Linked DNA regions of Mus musculus: region 1 is linked to region 2. Evidence: chromatin contacts called from public HiChIP or PLAC-seq data. All regions are on one chromosome and are shown on one strand. Each heading gives the region's core, a stretch centred on a gene start, on an enhancer-like site or on the middle of the called end of the contact. The rest is flanking DNA. Distances are from core to core; before and after follow the strand shown.

What was found. HiChIP or PLAC-seq counts read pairs in DNA pulled down with a chosen protein or histone mark.
Region 1: an H3K27ac HiChIP or PLAC-seq map of embryonic stem cells shows a contact between it and region 2, with 6 read pairs. The contact joins two enhancer-like sites. A contact is called at or near these places in 3 of 115 datasets of contacts at active chromatin or transcription factors (all in embryonic stem cells) and 3 of 9 other capture datasets (adipose tissue, liver and pancreatic islet).

Annotation. Positions count from the first base shown.
Region 1 is chr15:25,758,731-25,764,966 of GRCm38.p6, reverse strand. The region is part of intron 19 of Myo10 (myosin X); the gene reads right to left. Among named protein-coding and RNA genes, the nearest start is that of Retreg1, 81 kb to the left of the region's middle. Within about 2 kb of position 2,451, at least 123 of the 459 cell types and tissues checked have an H3K27ac peak or open chromatin away from gene starts, as enhancers often do. A contact at or near this core is called in embryonic stem cells, where this site is marked.
Region 2 is chr15:25,690,763-25,697,088 of GRCm38.p6, reverse strand. All of the region lies in intron 2 of Myo10 (myosin X), which reads right to left. Among named protein-coding and RNA genes, the nearest start is that of Myo10, 71 kb to the right of the region's middle. Within about 2 kb of position 4,183, at least 39 of the 459 cell types and tissues checked have an H3K27ac peak or open chromatin away from gene starts, as enhancers often do. A contact at or near this core is called in embryonic stem cells, where this site is marked.

The DNA of each region.
Region 1 (6,236 bases), core at 1,202-3,701, 70 kb before region 2:
CAAGCCAGCCTCCGCCATAGCTCTTCCTCCAGCCACACTCTTCCAGCTTCCTTCTTCTCTCAGACCCTGGATCTGCTGCAGACTTCCTTCCCTGCTGCAGGGCTGCCTGCTTACCACTGCCCAGGGACAGCTTCCTGCTCTCCATACCGCAGGGTGGACTCCCTCCCTCCTCTCTCCAGAGGAAGCCACCAGGGTTCAAACCAGTGTGTGGCTCCTGAGACTGCAGAAGGACAACTGTATGCTCCCAAAGGACCGGGTCCTGGCTTGCTGGATGGGTGTGTGTGTGTGTGACATTAAGCATGGATGCTCAAAGGAAAGCTACCATTTCCTTCCTGAATTAAAGGGAAAAAGCACCTTACCACAGGCCAGGGATTCTAATGGCCTGGAAGAAATCCCCAGGAGTCCTATTCAGGCCAGTCGATACCACTATTACCACTCCATCACAAACTGAATGTGGAGAGTGTCTCACCTGCCTGAGGCTTCATGATCAGGCTGTTCTAAGTCCTGTGCTCTTCCTCAAAGGAAAACCTCAACAGGGCCAGTGGTGGGCAGTGGTCCCTAACAGGACCCTTGCCAGACGGACGGCAAGCATTAGGAACTTTCACAATGGCCGACACATGGCATTGTCCGTTGCAGTTTCCAAATGTGCTGGCCCATAGTCAGCGAGCAAAAGGAAGTTAAAACCTGCCCTTGGAGGGCTGGTAAGACAGTTCAGCAGGTAGAGGGACTTGCTGCTAAGCCTGACAACCTGGGTTCTGTCCCCAGGACTCACATGATGAAATGAGAGAAGAGACTCCTCCAGGTTGTCCTTCGACTTGTGCAACACACACACACACTCGCACGCGCGCACACACACACAAACAATATAACTTACAAATAATGGTAACAATAACAACAATAAACAAAACTTCGCCCTTTACATGTAACTAGGTATATGGTAAAAGTACTAGAAGGTACTGCTGTTACCAGCATGGGCTGGGCAATGCCAGAATGGTAACTTCTCTGTCATGGCGTGCACACAGTTATCCTCCGTAGGTTGGACCCCAGCACCAGATGCCTTTCCCTTCTGTGTCTCACTGCAGGGTGATGGGCAGAAAAGAGCGTTGACTTAAATCTTTCCTTGAAGATGCAGGGTTCTGGGGTCAGTCAGGGCACTCTTTACAAAGTTCTCCAGATTAAATAGGAGACGGAATGGAATGGACGTCCCTCAGTCTTCCCACTGTGCACTTCCCAACAGTGCTCTCAGGAGGATGGGGGCAGGGGACCCTTAGCCAGTCTTGCTAAGGAGCATCAACTGCATTCAGCAGCACAGCTATTCTGAGGCTAGATCTTGCCACACCAACATGCAAAGCCATCACCATTGCCAGACACACACTGTGGACGCTCCAAACAAACCTCGCCATGAAGCAGAATTTCTGAGCACATCAAGCCTTGGCAGTTGTTGTTCTGAAGATTTGGAGTTTATTCAGGAGTCAGGGGTACTGGGTACCACTGGCTGGCGGCAGACAAGAGATCTAACTGTCAAGATTATGCTCAAGGCAAGCCGGTGTGAGCAGTGGTCAGCTTGGCAGCACACACTAGCGGCACATGATGCTAATCTAGGCTGTCAGGTTCAATGGTAGGAGCTGAGAGTTAGACAAAAGAAAGGACCGGAGTTCCCTGCCTCAGTGAGAATCACCGGGGTGACCTCCCCAGCCGTGGCCAAATGCCCAAGTTCCCTGGGCTGGGAGTCATGAGAAAACAGTGCTCAGACTGTAGTCAGGGTTGGAGGAGGGAGGCCGAGACACTGCTCTGATAGATACAGGTGGCATGTGTGGGTTCAGGAATAGATGCTCTCAAACCTTGCCAAGTTACAAGGTGAGCTCATGGGCTGCGGAAGCTTGGGTGTGGTGAGGTGTGGGGGTGTCAGGGAGGCTGCTGCAATGGGGAGCAGATCAGATCAGAGTGTATGATGAGGCTGTGAACCCACCAACTTTAGAGGCTGCGAGTTCACAGTCGGGGGCTCATCGTTTCCTCCCTGACCCAGGAGGTTGATGCCCCTAGCTGAGTATTCCAGAGACACGTAGGATTTCAGACAGAGATCAATTTCTCTTCTGCAAGCTACGCTGCAATCAGAGACATTCTCAAGGGGTGTCCTGAAGAGAAGGAAAGGCGTGTAATGTCTGTGACCAAATGAAGCCAGCTCATCCACTCTTCAGGGATGAGACAGCAGGCCGGAGTTCAGAAAACTAAAATGGCTAATGGGATCTATAAAGGATAGAATCTGGCTATCCGTTAAGGAGTGGGCTTGGGAGCAGCTTGGTGGAGAGCATGCAGATAGCATCCTCGCCAACCCGGGGAGATCTCATTCAGGGACTATTCAATGGTGGAGGAGGGGCTCTGCCTGGCAGGGAGGCTGGAATCACACCAGTTAACAGATTAGTTACTTTTGCTTACAGAAGCAGAAGAGGCAGGCCCGGTCCTGAAAGCCACCCTGGTGGGAAGCCAGACCACCTGACTCTCCAGCTGTTCAGAGGCTGTCTCAAGCAGAGCCATTTCTCAAGTTTCATCATCGCAAGCACCAAAAAGAATCCACAAGATAGTGTTACACAAGTCTCAGAAATACGTAAGTGGAGGCCAGGTGTGGCGGAGCATCTGAATTCCAGCGCTAGAAGGCAAAGCAGGAAGACCTGATTGATGCAAGTTCAAGGTCTGCCTGGACTAGGTAGAAAATTCCAAGACAGAGACCTTATCATTAAAAAGCCCCAAACAACAAAAAGACCCACAGAAAGAGGATGGAAATGATAATTTATTCTAAGTCAGACCACAGCCCCGCAGAGGCTGACAGAAGGCTCAGCCCTCTGTAGAAATCCCATCTGGAAACCCTCAGAGAGCAGCCTTGGGCGTGATCTAAGGGACCCAAGGCAGCCTTTTCATCCCATGAAACTAAACCCGACCTCAATGCATTCATTATCACTACCATTTCTCCAGCCACCATACTGAACAGGTCACAAGCCCCTCTATTCAGACTCACTCTGACAAATCATGCTGAGACATACAAATTAGGAGGGCAGCTGTCTCTCTTTGCTGGCAAGGACGCCCACACTGCTCATTAGAATGCTGAATAGCCGCGGATCTCACTGAGTCACGCTCCAAGGTTATGGGCCGAGCAATGTGAACAGGATTCATAGCTAGAAAAAGGCAGGACTGAAACAGGGTATGTGGGAACGAGCAGGCAAACACTCTTCAATGTCCAGACCTGAAATATTGTCAACTGAGATCTGGAACGCTTATGAATCCATAGCAGACAGGACACACTGCGGCAGCCATCTGCATCACCGAGTAGGTGATAACCAGGAGGATCCACGTTCACAAGCCCTTGCTTCTTAGGTGTTTAAACGTCAAGGGTATTTCCAAGCTTCTGGAAGATTATGCTTCTAAGAAGCATAATATAGTTAATATACAGAGGAAAACAAAGGGTTTCAGATATAGACAGACAGACACATACATAAACGCATGCGCGCGCGCCGCGCGCACCCCCCCCCCCCCACAAATTGGAGCTAAGAAGTCTAATAAATTAGCTAAAGAAAGATGAAAACAGCAACTTAGAAGAAGTCAAGCCAAACACCCAGCCACCAAGCAGAGCGGCCATTTGGGAGACTAAACCTGTCCTCAGTGCTAAACACACAGTCACAGAGGAGCTAGGCCAGGTTTGAGTGGCTGCCCCTTCCCATTTCAGGGACAACAACCTGAGATGAAGCAACCTCATTTGCATAAAAATACAGCTGAGAAAAACTCAGTAACAAACATAGTTGATTTATAAATATTCATGAACACATACAAAATACCAGGAGAAAAATAATGGAATGGAGATTTTTGTTTTGTTTTGGTTTGGTTTGCTTTTTGTTTTTCGAGACAGGGTTTCTCTGGGTAGCCCTGGCTGTCCTGGAACTCACTCTGTAGACCAGGCTGGCCTCGAACTCAGAAATCCGCCTGCCTCTGTCTCTCAAGTGCTGGGATTAAAGGTATGCGCCACGACTGCCCAGCTTCGAATGGAGAATCTTATTTGATGACTGCTGGCTCAGGCGGAAATGTACTGGTAAACCCATGAGAAATTCTACTGTCTAGCGGGAAGGCAGTCCTGGTGGGACAGGGCATGGGTGAGCACTGTGTCCTAGGAGTCTTCCTTCCTCCTTAGTTATGTATTACATTGGCTGCTTGCAAGTCATAGCAGGAAATTACCCAGCCTACAATATCTGTTCGGTGTATCTGCTAACGTCTATTAAGTATAAACATCAGATAGGATAACACTGAGCAGTTACAAATTGGTAGGGAACAAGAAGTCAGGTCATTCCCACCCTTGGTGGGACATTCATCAGGACCCCAAGCACACTAGGTTCTCACTAGTGAAGGATCTGGGGACAACTAGAGCTCTTGGGCTGGCATGGCAGTCTAGGCTTCTGAGTGATGTAATCCCAACTGCTTAAGATCTGCTTAAGTCCCCTCCCACTCCCAGATGCCAGCTTCAGCGAAGTGCCCGACAGATGAGGCACCAGTCTGCCAGCGTCTATGGACAATTCTTCTGCCAATCGGTGGAGCACGAAAGAGCTTGACAAAAGTTTTCAGACTAAGCAAAATATTCAAACAAAAAGAGGCTGGGGATGTAGTTGAGTGGCAAAGTATTTAGCCTGGCATACTGGAGGAAGGCCCTAGGTCCTCGGTCCTCATTCTAATATCCTGTATACCCCTCACACAAGGTCAGACACACTCACAAAGAACAGATGAGCAGCAATCATAGTGAGAGGAGGGATTAGGGAGGTTTATGTAATGGTGATGGTGGTGGTGTGAATTTTCCTGAACCCAAGACACAGCAGCCAGACTTGCATGCAGACGAACCCCTCCCTCTTCTGCTCTCCTCACCCTGGAATACCTGTGACTTCCTCCCTGTCAGGAAGCCTTCTTTACTTCACACCCAGGATGCCCGGGCTAGCGTTTAGAGAAAACTCCCGCAGCACCCTGAACTGGCCCTTCCAAGTCTCTTTTTCAGAAGGAATCCCTCACAAATTCTCCCTGCGGAGATACTGAAGAGTTTGGAAAAGAAGCCCGAACTGCTCCACACAGCATCAGAGTCCCCTAGCAACACACACGAATCACTTTGTGCCACAGGGATGCAGGGAGTAATGGTAGGGCGTCAGTGGCAGGGACAAGGGGCTTTACAGACACGTTCACATTAATCCTCAGGTCCTGCCTGAGGGGCAAAGTTCATGTTTGCACCATCATTGAGGCCACAGGCACCCACAGCAGGCTACAGGCAGATGGCATTCACCTGTGAAGCCTGTGTCCAACACGGTACATGTTGCTCTCCACTCCAGAAATGTTTAGAGAAGGAATCATTTGCCCCAGTGGTCGCCATGAGTTGTCTAAAGGAAAGGCAACATTATTCACTGGGCCAAGAACAGTTAACTTGTTCTCTCAAGATTATGAAAGTCTCTGCCACTGACCCCACAAGATGCTACAATACAGCCCTGGTCTGAGAGACCACTGCTATGGGGTCACTAGGTTGCCAGGGATGCATGCAGGATCCGGCTGAGATTCTGTGATTGACATGACAAAACCATGGAAGGTCACAGGGTGATCAAAGTTTAAAAACCCTAGGATGTCAGGGAACACTCTTAAAAGTCCTCTCAGGTCTCCCCACAGCACCCTGACAAGCACGCAAAACAGAGTGGGTGGTGTTCTGACTATGGCTGTATGTCTACAGTAAGACCTGAAAAGGGTAAAGAAGAAAAGAAACGGCAAACCACCACCAAAAACCAGACCAAACCCATCTGCGTACCTGTGCCTCCAGGTCGGCTGCTCAGGACCCGGAGCACCGTCTCTCTCAACCATTCAATACCTACAGCAACGTGTTGCAACAAGAAAGAGAGGCAGGCTGTGCGCAGGCAGGGCCAGTGCGCTCTACGGAACAGGTGGCGATTGTACAGTAGCGGCTTCTCTTTACTGAGCATGCGAGAGGAAAAGCGTTCACCCCATGGACGCTGGCCAACCTAGGAGGCAGTATTGATCACGGAGGGCCACTGGCTTGTCTCAGGTAGCAGGAGCCCGTGAGCAGCCGGCTGGCTCAGGCCACTAGGCTGCAAGCAAGCTTGGTTTGAGAGGTGGCCAGCGTCACAGCCTTGTGGCTCTGGACCCTCTTTGTTTCTGCTCCTCTGCTCTGAGGAATGAATAGCAGGCAGTGCTCGGGAGCTGGAAAGCAG
Region 2 (6,326 bases), core at 2,934-5,433:
TAAAAAAAATCTGGAAAGAGGGAATCTTAATTGAGAAAATGTCTCTATAAATTAGACTAAAGGCAAGTCTGTGGGGGCACCACTGTGGGTGGTGCCATCCCGGCACTGACGAGCCACTGATAGACAGGAAAATGGGCAAGCAATCAAAACCCATGAGCAGCCGTACCAGGGCCTTTCCCTGTACGAGAAGGAGCCATGGGAGGCAGATGGTGGACAATTGGGCAGCAGACACAAGACAAAGGTCTGGCATGGGGACAGAGAACAGGGCTATGACAGGTCCCTGTGCCCTGCCTCCGTGCTCCACACAGGACTGTCCCCTCGTAAAGAAAGGGCTGAGCTTATACAGTAACTGGCACAATAGTTAGAATGAAGAGAGGCCCCCTCCCAAATCTCAGAATGCTTAATTTTAGTGAAAAGCCAGACCTCAAAACTGAATTTAGGCCTGAGGTCAGAGAGCTTTTTAAAATGAGGGATGCATGTACGTGTTTCTTTTTAATTACTTATGTGGGAGATCATGGCTACATCTTCTCGAGGTGCACCATTAAGACATTGGTATGCATTTAGCACACACACCAGCCAGGTCAGGATAGACACTAACTAAATCTACCACCGCAAACTCTTACTGTCTCTTTGTGCTGCTAATACCCCAAATCCTTTCTACTCACGACTCTGAAATCTACAATTGATAATAATTTCCCTCCTGTGCTACAGAGCTTGCAATTATTCCTCTCACAGACCACGCTCCTGCGCCTGCCTGTGGACTCCCATTTCTCTGAACTCTGTTACTTTCCTAAGGAAGGAAAATGCTGGTCATTGCTAAGGAGAATCTACAGGGCAAAGAAAACTCAGTCACGTCTCATCAGAAGCCTTCTTGTTACTTCCACCGCCATGTGGTCTCTGACTATCAAGAACAGGGATTTGCGTGTGCAGCCTCCTTAGGCCCTGCCTCCTCACTGAAGAACTGAGTGTGAGGGAAACAACCTCTGTAGGATGGCTTCCTCATCACAGAACTAAGATAAACCACCGGGAGATTGTAGTCCACACCCACATACCACAACACTCGGTTTACATTTTAAAAGCACGCATACTCACCAGCAACTTGGGCGCCAGATTCTAGATAAATGGAAACTTCTGTTTGAACAAAACACACATGGACACACACACACACACACACACACACACACACACACACACTCACTCACATCAGCTTTATTCCTGATAGCTGAAGCCAAAAACAAGGCAGTCAGGGAATATTCCAGGCTGTGGGATTCTACTTGACAGCATTGCACATCAAGAAGAGCGGGCTGTGGCTTCAAGAGCTTAGGGAGGGACCAGCAGGAGGGCCGGAAGTTGGCAGTAAAGGGCAGTTGAGGGGTTGTGGGATGGGTGCCTTCCCCAGGAGATGACCTGGTCCACCTCCAGGTCTCAGTGTCTTGCTGTGCTCAGTTCTATGGGTCAGCTCTCATTGGGGAAGGAGGCTAGCCAAATGGTTCCTGGGAGCTTCCTCTGTAATTGCTTACAAATGAGTGTGGATGAAAACAAAGAACTTAATGATAAAGAAGTTATATTTGGCTGTGGTGGCACACACCCATGTACCCAGGTCTCAAAAGGCATGGCCAGGCATGTGTGCTTCCTTAGTCCTTGAGTGATGTGTCGCCTGCACTGCTCCCAAAGCCAGAAACCTGATGACCTAAGATCCCCCCAGCCTTGGTAGTCCACCATGTTTACTTTCCAAGCCCGGGGACAGCAGAACTGACCCTACCAGAACCCATCTGCCACCCCCCACATATGTGCACCTCCGTAAAACATATACATACATATGAACATAAAGCTTCATGCTGTGGGTTTAGTGACATTTTTTAAAAAGATTTATTTATTTATTATATGTAAGTACATTGTAGCTGTCTTCAGACACTCCAGAAGAGGGAGTCAGATCTCGTTACGGATGGTTGTGAGCCACCATGTGGTTGCTGGGATTTGAACTCTGGATCTTCGGAAGAGCAGTCGGGTGCTCTAACCCACTGAGCCATCTCACCAGCCCTTTAGTGACATTTTAAAAACCTCTTAGAATAACTATTTCTAACCAATAATCTGTCTTTTCAGATGCAGCTGGCAATGCCCATCACAGGAGCGACTGTAATCTTTCCTCCTTGTAAAGCAGGGATTGCTCAATGTGAGACAGATGGACTTGGTGGCCCTGAACCCCACAGGAGTGGGCCAGTGGAGACTTCCATCCACACTCTCATCTCTGACACAGGGTCATTAGAAGCCTGGACTCTAGTGTGAGAAGGGTATTGTCATAGAGGAGCCAGCACTCCTAGGTACCCCAGGAAGCAACTCAGAGGTCTGAGAAGATCAAGGGACTGTTATCAGTTGTATGGTCTGTTGCCATCCTAACTGAGATTCCATTGCAGACCGCATCAGTGACTTCCAAGTTAAGCCTCAATTCCTTAATATGGTTTCTCTTCAGCATCTTCCTAAGGTTCCCGTTCCCCGTGTTTCTGCCAGGCCATGTCCACCTACAGCTGAGTAGCAGTCCCTTTGAAAGTGGCACTGGGCTCCCCTATTCACCTTCCATCCTTGCCTGCCAGGGCCAACACCCAGACAAAAGCCTCTTTGACACTCACCACCCAAAATGTCATTTCTCACCCTTCTTATCTCTTTCTAGTAATGGGGATAACAAAGCTTTCAGGTCATGGAACAGCGGGTGGCAATCCAGGGCTTCCTAAGACAGAGTGAGTGGGAAATGGGGCAGGATGAATTTGTGGTGGTCAGAGCTGGAGCGTGGATAACCATAGCAGCTTCCTTGATGGCCCTGGTGCCAGACCCATCCTTGACTGAAATGAGTGTGGAACACCCTGGCTCCTCATTGCTTCATCCAACACCGCACTGGTTACTTAGCGACTACCTGCTAAAGGGAAGCACACCGCCTGCCCACGGCTGGCCCTGTGATCATGCCTTGAGGACCAGCAGTTGTTGTCTAACCTGACTCTGAAGGCTTGGCTGTGGATTTCTTGCCTTGCAATTGCCTTAAGCTGAATACGAGGGCAGAGACAGAGGAGCATGGAGATGTGGCTCACAGGTTAAGCACGGGCTGCACTTGCTGGAGGCCCAGGCTCAGTTCTTGTCGTCTTCATCCAGGTGGTTCACCCGGGAACTCCAGCCCATGTCTCTCCAGCTCCCGGTGATCTGGTGCCCTCTTTTGGCCTCCATGAGCCCTGACTGACACAGGAGTTTAGAAGACCACGATGTGGCCTTTCCTCAGTAAACACGGAGCCCCGGGTTTTAAGACAGTCAAAATCGATTCTGATTGTGCTTAAGCACTATGTTTCTTCCTAGGCCGCCTTTGTCAAGTGAACATGTCTCTAAGTGCCGAGGAAGAGACTACACGCAAGGCGTGCAATAATCCAGAGAGGGAAAAAATAGTGTCTGATTGATTCCAGATTCCAGACAAAACCCAAAAGTCATTTTTGGCTGTTTTCTTTGTTAAAATATGTACAGAGAGGGGCCGAAGGTTCACTTGGCTCAAACTTAAGGCACAAAAACTAAAAGGCACCAAGGCCAGAAACAAAGCATTGGAACGTGGTACTTGAGAGAATTCTCTTCCCACAATGTCCCCATGGACTGGCTCTTCCCCATGGCATCTATGGAGAGATCTGGACCCCTGAAAAGGGGAAGAGAAGGCAGTAGGGGGCTGGGGTGATGTTAGGATAAAGGCCATTAAAGTGAAGTTCTCCTAAAAACAGCAGCGTTGTTAATAACCTAAGAGAAGGTGAACAGGGCATGCTTGTGTGTGTGTTTAACTCAGGAGGCAGAGGCAAGTGGAGCTCTGAGTTTGAGGTCTACATGAGAGCCCCAGGATACAAGACAACAAGAGTTCATAGCAGGAGGTGAGACGGTTTTCCTGGTATTTGCAGCAGGAGCAGAGCAAGAGGGTTGAAAACCGACTGTTCAAAGGAGCAGTACATGCCTTTGCCCCTAGCAGAGGAAAGGCAGAGGCAGGTGATGGCGGTGAAGGTCTCTAGAAACAAAGGATGTAACCCCCTAGCATTCTCTACTGGAAATATGGTCCAGTCTGAGAATATCTGCTCAGAAAACCTAGAGGAATTCCGGGCGATGCTTCCCACAGAGCTGAAGGATCACGATCAATAAGCCGTGATCAATAAGCTGATCATGACTGAATTTGTTGAACCTACCCGTCCACAGGCCCAGGGAGGGGCTCCTCCCTGCTCTGCTTGCTGCACACCCAGCCTGCCTTGAGCACCCGCTGCCTCCTGCTTCCCGTGCAGGGTCTGTATAGGCTGCGGTCTGTCCTCACCTGCGCTGCCTTCATCTCTTCTCAGAGGCAAAAACAAAGAACACCAGCAGTGCTCAGCGACCACACCCACACAAGAGACTTCCTCTGGATGGAGCCAAGGAAAGGCTGTGACAATAAAATGCCCCAAACAACAAAGGCCCAGCCACAGGTTAGGGGAGAAAGAAAAACTGCACCACACTCAGGGCAAAATCCCCTCAAAATCAGAAACGAAGGCTCAGCACACTTGGTGGTACACGGCCTGCATTACCGGTACTCGGGAAGCCAAAACAGGAAGGCTCTGAGCCGGAGCCAAATCTGGGCTGTTGCAAGACTTTGCCTCCAGAGCCAAATCAAAGGAAACAAAATTCTCTGTTTCCCTGACCTCGTGATGGTCGTGTAAACATCTCTGAAAGCAGTGTGAGGTGATGCACAGGCGTGATGCACAGGCATGCGGACATGCGCCGTGGTACAGGTGCTTTGAGAAGCAGTTTGGTGGTTCTCAGTCAAGTGGAGTTGCCACGTGAACTGGCAATTCCGCTTCTAGGAACAAATACCCAAGGGAATCGAAAACATACATCCACACAAAACAAGTATTCACAGCAACACTCTCAGCCAGAAAGCCGAGAAATCTTAGACGGGACCCAACCTAATGTCACTTAGCCGGCAAGAGGAATGATGTGTCCATGGATACACTGAGCAGCCACATATTACATGACTACCTGAAATGTCCCAAACAAATGAAGACAGGGAGGGAGGGACAGAAGGAGAAAGAGAGAGAGAGAGAGAGAGAGAGAGAGAGAGAGAGAGGGAGGGAGGGAGGGAGGGAGGGAGGGAGGAAGGAAGGAAGGAAGGAAGGAAGGAAGGAAGGAAGGAAGAAAAAAAGAGGCATGATTAGTTAAAATGGAAAGTTGGGGCTGGGAGAGCTGGCTTAGTGGTTAAGAGAATATACTGCTCTAGCAACAGACCCAAATTCAGTTATCAGCATCCATGTTGGGCAGCTCTAGACCATCTGTAACCCTGGTTTCAGGGGCTTTGACCCCCTTCTTCTGGCCTCCTTGGGAATTTGCATGCACATGTTCATATAGCCCAACATGGAGACATATTTTTTTAAATCCTTAAAAATGTTATAAAATTGCTTCTGCTGTACAACTCTGGAACATATATTTTTTAAAAAGCCTACTGAACTAATACATTTTTACCAAGTAAGTTCTATGAAGTTGCTTTACATCAAACAAAACTTACGTAAAGGGGGCTGGAGAGAGGAGAGGCAGTTAGGACAAAACAGACAGGAAGGACCCAGCAAAAGATGAACGGACTTGTACAACTGAGAACGGAACGCTGCTTTGACATCTCCCGGCAGGTCTGCTACTAACCAATGGGATCAAGAAAGACCAGCACAAGACAGCTCATCCATCTATCCAGCTGTTGAATAGTTTGCCCTGTGTTACAACAGGCATGACACTGGATTCTCTGTATGCTCAGAAGGCCTCCTGAAAGTACTGTTTTTAGTACTTGTGGCCAGAGGTGTGGCTGCTTCTGGCTCACTATAGTACACCAAGCACAGAAAGGCACACACATCTTCCAGATGGAGGCTGAAATCAAGGTAGAGGACAAAGGGGGCAAGCTGTCAATCCACGTTTTAAATAATAGCTCTCCAAATGTCATCAATATCTGCGAGAGTGACTCACACTAAGGATTTAAGTATTCACAAGCCACTGACACAGTCCCAAAGACTACCTGAGAAGAAGCAAATAGCCACCATACATATTTTCAAGTGAGTTCCAGGCTGATGTTAAAACCTGCTCACTATATGGCAGAGCTGGGATGTTGTGGATAATTATTTTGTGAGTTGAGCTAAGTCTGTTCAACGAACAAAACATTTCTGTACAAAGGTCAGAACAAGTTACTAACAAACCGGACCGTTCTGATAATTAGGCCAAAATTCCATGGGAGATTCTCTAGACTTTCAAAATCTTAAAAAAAAAAGTCTCTTACTTAAGAACACCAAAATCTGTCCGCAGACATGTAA